Linked DNA regions of Mus musculus: region 1 is linked to region 2. A link is a contact called in public Hi-C data. All regions are on one chromosome and are shown on one strand. Each heading gives the region's core, a stretch centred on a gene start, on an enhancer-like site or on the middle of the called end of the contact. The rest is flanking DNA. Distances are from core to core; before and after follow the strand shown.

The links. A called contact is a pair of places that touch in the nucleus more often than the background predicts.
Region 1: a contact with region 2 is called in a Hi-C map of liver, with 4 times the contacts expected there. The contact joins two enhancer-like sites. A contact is called at or near these places in 2 of 39 promoter capture datasets (hippocampal neurons and liver), 8 of 484 Hi-C or Micro-C datasets (T follicular helper cells, embryonic stem cells, liver and 2 more) and 1 of 9 other capture datasets (embryonic stem cells).

The regions. Positions count from the first base shown.
Region 1 is chr12:54,352,992-54,355,691 of GRCm38.p6, reverse strand. It overlaps Gm35895 (a long non-coding RNA gene), which reads right to left. Exons shown (of 3, transcript XR_381605.3): 3 at 2,453-2,548. Among named protein-coding and RNA genes, the nearest start is that of Gm35895, 3.5 kb to the right of the region's middle. Within about 2 kb of position 1,286, at least 24 of the 459 cell types and tissues checked have an H3K27ac peak or open chromatin away from gene starts, as enhancers often do. A contact at or near this core is called in liver, where this site is marked.
Region 2 is chr12:54,255,735-54,258,434 of GRCm38.p6, reverse strand. No RefSeq gene overlaps it. Among named protein-coding and RNA genes, the nearest start is that of 1700104L18Rik, 23 kb to the right of the region's middle. Within about 2 kb of position 1,439, at least 21 of the 459 cell types and tissues checked have an H3K27ac peak or open chromatin away from gene starts, as enhancers often do. A contact at or near this core is called in liver, where this site is marked.

The DNA.
Region 1 (2,700 bases), core at 37-2,536, 97 kb before region 2:
CTAGCAGTTCATCTTTTGCATGTAGATACCAGAGTCCCTCTGTACTATTTACTAGTTGAGATTTATTTTTATTTTATCTACGTGTGTGTGTGTGTCTATGTGTCTGTAAGAATGTGACTGTGTGCCCTCAGAGGCCTGGGGAGGATGTCAGATCCCCTGGAGCTGGAGTTACAGGTGGCTGAGAGCTGCCTCACATGGCTGCTGGGGATTAAACTCTGCTTCTCTCAAAGCGCAGCAAGTGCTCTTAACTGCCTGCCCTCAGGTCCAAGGACTGAAAACACTGGCTTTACTCTGTCTCTCCCTCTGCTAGCAGTGTAGTCTTGTTTACTTTCTCTATGGTCTCATCACTAGCTGGGAATGATTACAGCACATACCATATGCAGGCTTCTGCAAAGGGTAACTGAGCTTGCCACACAGGGCTTCAAGGAATAGCAGCAGTGGTTGTGAAGAGCTCAGGGCCTGGTGCCCATCAGCCTGAATGAACCCTGAATGAACTCATGTTTAACCACCATCATCCCAAGTGGGGCCAGGCATTTCACTTCCTTGCTTGGTATCCTTTTTTTTTTTAAAATGGGGAACATTTGGTTGTCATGAAAATGAGTAAGTTAATCTAATCTGTATAAAAGGTGATGCCTGTACTCAGCAAGTATTGTTGGCTGCAATTAGCATGATGGTCGATACAGCCCAGATTGAGTGTGGTCCACAACAGCCATGAAATGATATTTTCATTTTACTGGAAGCACAGACCAGAGACAGAAAGTGAAGGAGAGGTTTCACCGGGTTCAGCTCAGTGGATTTCAGGGTGTCTCTGAGGGCGGCTAAGCTTCGTCTGCTCCCACAGGTGTGGTCACGGTGCCATTGTTGCTCAGTCATCATACCTCAGCTTCTGGAATACCCACCCAAGACATTGTTCCACCCTCGCACACAGCACTCTCAAATGCATCCTGGCTGAGAAGTAGCTGTTACCCCAATCCTGGGAGCGGGAGCAGCGTGACTGACAGCTTGCTGGAACTGGGACTTCCTTTTTGCCCTGGGCTCTGGCTGTGAAACAGAGCACATGAAAATAATTTCCTTAAGGAAGTTGTCCTGGTAGACAATGCCTCTTTGTCTGCAGGTAAAAGATGCTGCGAGGCCTAAAGACTGTGTGGTCTGGGATCTGAACAGCTGGGCTGTCTTTCTGGCTTCTAGGGCCTGCTGGGACATTGCTTCTCCCAGAGTGCCCTTCCATGAAACCTTGTCCTGCTGGCTTTCACTTCTGCCGCTTGTGCAGAGGGACAAAGTGCATGATGGGTGGTAACTGAGAACTGAGGCCACGGCAGGGGAGATTCCGGGGCACCAGGGCAGTGGAGCTGCCTCCTAGAGTCCCTGAAGTCACACTCATGTTTAACCCCTGTGCACCTCTGCTCACAATATGAAGGTGACATTAACTGACTCCGGTGAATATCCTGAGACTAATTAAATCTTTGGGAAAGAGTTAAGGAAACGAAGCTGATGTCTTTGTTGACAAAGCTGCAGTACTTATCAAACCCCCAGGGTTTCAGGGCTCAAGGGCATGAGAGATCAGGTAGGAGGGCCGCATAATTCTTCCCGAAAGCTAGTTTCGACCTCCCCAGCCACCCCAAGGATTCTCCAAAGACCTGAGGGGTTTTCAAAAGCCGCTGCTCTCTTGAGCAGGTCTAAGGAAGTCAAGCGTTAGTCTTCCTGATTTACCCTTCTCCTGGGACCTTTCCAGTTCCGCTGACCTCCCAACCTCCCTTATATCATTCTTTGGCTTGACTTAATTCTCTTTTGGTTTTAAACAAAAAAGGAGTCAGCCATTGTTCCGTTGTTACCGTCCATCACAGCTGTCACCCAGGGAGCATGTGTGTGTGTGTGTGTGTGTGTGTGTGTGTGTGCTCTGCGTGCTGTGCATGTGTTTCCTGTGGAAGCTAAGTCTTCCAAGAGCCCACAGAAGGTCACCTTTCATCCCATGTACCCAGGCTGGCCTGGCAACACTGCAACCTACAAGCCATGGCAGCACCTAGCGCTAGCATTTTTTTGTACGGCACCTTTCTCCTCAGCGGGTTTCAAACCAACTGCTGCATGCTTGTCTCTCATGCTTCATGCGATGAACTAACTTCTCAGAGAAACTCACGCTGTTCCACGGAAAGCCAAAGATCAGGACTGTTAGTGAGATTAAGCCATCTCAGTCAAACTCTTGATTTTTGTAGGCAAAAATTCTAGTCAGCCACCAGAGGGTGCCCACAGAGTTCTCTAAAAATGACTAAAAACCATGAAAGATTGCAGGAGGAAACATTTCCAGTTTGTATAAGACCAAAACAAATAGAGCTTGCCCACCCCTGCCTTATGTGGAGAATGACAAAGCAGCCATGGAAAAAGCAGGGGCGGGGGCTTTGGGACTGAGGGAGCGTGAGAGAAATCACCTGGATTTGAGCTGAACTGAGTTGCTTCAGGATTTGAAATTGGCAATTGGAATAGCATTTTGTGTACCGGCCCAGGAAGCGGTTTCATTTCTAAGCAAAACTCTCCGCCATGACCATCCCCCCATCTGTGTGTACAAAAGAAATGCAAATACATGTAAATATTATTCTAAACCAAAGGCTTCCTGGAAGGTAAGGCGGCTGCAGCAGAAAAAGAAAGAGAAAATGAAAAAAAGAAAAGAAAAAGAAAGAAAAGGAAAGAAAAAAGCACAGTGCGCTG
Region 2 (2,700 bases), core at 190-2,689:
GCCTAACTTAATTTGTATTTCAGAAAATAACCAATTTTAAAAATGTAAGTATGCCCTCATGTTTAACTGGGCATCCTGTGTTTTATCTTGTAACTCCCTTCTCAGGGCTCTCAGGTCTGGCCTCTCCAGCAGGCTGACTGTGGTCGCAGGACGGACCATGACTTCATCTTTGGCACTTCCTAGTTCATGCTGAGCTACTGTTCGCTTTCATTCAAACGTCATCCACTGAGAGTGCCTGCTTCTCTGTTTCTGGAATAATCATTGAGCAGCATGGAGCAGCAGGAGCCCCCGAGAGTAGAAATCAGCATACTTTCCCAAGCTGTACAATTGGAGGGAATGTAGAGGCAAATTGATGCTGCCAGTACTTTAGAAAACTGTTAAAAGTACAGTCTTTGCAGTTCTGAACACCAGACTAACCCCAAGCGCTCTCTGTCTACAGAGGTCATCGGAGCAGAGTAGGTCTTGGCTGTCTATTAGTCTCTTGCAGGAAAAGGGACAACTTTTTTCACTGACTGCTGCTTTAGGGTTTTAAGAACTGTATTTGTATAAACAGGCCACAGCTTGATGGGGAAAAACACAGAAAAGAAACAAGAGGAAAGTGCAAAGTTTCCCATTTGTATCCATTTATATCCATTTGTATCCTTTTCTATCCTTTGCCTTTGGGGAAATGACTTCTAGGCTTAAATCCACACCCCTGTCCCCCAGGACAATATCAGAGCTATCTTAAAGACGAATGGATTGTTTGTTTGCTTTTAACTCAAAAATGTTTTTTAAGTATTTAATCCCTAGAATTGGGGATTAAATCGAAGACTCTGTGCCTGCCAGGAAACAACTCTGTTACTGACTGCATCACCAGGCCTCTTTTTACTTTTTTTTTTGGCTTTTCGAGACAGGGTTTCTCTGTTTAGCTCTGGCTGTCCTGGAACTCACTTTGTAGACCGGGCTGGCCTCGAACTCAGAAGCAGGGTCTCACTAAGTTGCAGAGGCTTACCTTGAATTTACTCCATGTAAAGCCTCGAACTTGCAATTTTCCTGCCTTAGTCTCCCTTAATGGCATCCAAGGCCAGAGCTATCAGACCTGGCATTAACTTTTCCTTATGAGGTCTTTTAAAAATGAAAGTTAAGTGTGCAGCCTATCAACTCCACAGAGTAAATTCTGTTAGTTACTTTAGACCAGTGGTTCTCACGGGGGGGGGGGGGGGGGGTTGCCTAAGACCCTAGGAAAACACAGATATTTGCATTCTGATATTGTAACAGCAGCAAATTACAATTAGGAAGTAGCAATGAAAATAATTTTATGCCGGGGGGGGGGTGTCACCCCACGAGGCTGTATTAAAGGGTTGCAGCATTAGGAAAGTTGAGAACCACTGCTCTGGACTGTGGGACCATATACCAGCTGAAACAGCTCAGGGGAGGAAGTGTTTGCTTTGGCTTCTGGTTTAGAGGATAAAGTTCATCAGATGGGGAAGGCACAAGTGGCTGGGGCAGCTCCACCCATAGCGGCAGGGGCATGAGGTGGCCGCTGCCAACATCTGGCAGATCAGGAAGCAGACAATGCAAGCTGGAAGCAAGTGGGCACAGTCCTCAAAGGCCTGTCCCCAGAGACCGGCCTATGCCAGCTGTACCCCCAAAGTTCCACCTACTCCAACAAACACTGTCATCAACTAGAGTGGGAACCAAGTGTTTAAATACAGAAGCCTACGGGGGCATACCTCACATTCAAACATTATCATAAACATGCACACATCCACACCTGGCAGAGCAATTACTATCATTTTACCCTGTGTGTCTTCTCATTCGTTTCACTGAATTAAGTCAGAGATACCATACCATGCACCCTTAAGTGTTCTGGGGGAGAGAGAAAAGGACCTTTTCCTTCTCAGCCACAATACCATTGTTCTCCTGCAAATTAGCAATAATCCCTTGATACTGACTTCATTTAATCAGAATTACATTTCCCAGTGTCCTGAGGGTCACATCCATCTTCTTTCTATCTCAGCATCTAGCAGAGGGTCTGACAACCACAGATCAATGGAATGGTAACGAGAGACTAGATGAACAAATGGTTGGATGGATGTGACATGAAACCACTCAGGTTTGGGAGAGGGTGGGTTTGAGCAGTGAATTGTCTGGGCTGCTTGATGCTCTAGGGGCCAACCCCCCACCCCCTACCCCCCTACCCTCCCCACCCCCACTGTTGCTATTTTCAGACCAGAAACACAGTTACATTATAACAAAGAGGCAGAGGAACACTCAAGCAAACAACTTTATTTTCTGAGTAACCTTTCAGAGTTTAGAATAGAAATGACTATATGTCGGCTCAAATAGGCAGATTCAAAGTCCTCAGACAAGGAGTAGGGGTTCAGGCCTGGAGGACAGGTTATCTGAGGCGCACCCAACTTTTACCCCAAACATCTTAATTTCTGTGACATCATTTTGGGTCTGACCTCTTTGCATTTATCTGAAAAACTCTAAAGATTATTTTAACACTCTCAGTTCTGTTTCCTGTAAGGGTGGAAGGGTCCCATGTTGCATAAAGAAACTGCCCCCCACTTCTCCCCTTCCCTCCCTTTCCTCTTTTCATTTCTCTTTCACTCTCCTCTCTCTCTCTCTCTCTCTCTCTCTTTTTAATTTTTTTTGTTTTTTTTCGATACAGGGTTTCTTTTTTTTTTTTGGTTTTTTCGAGACAGGGTTTCTCTG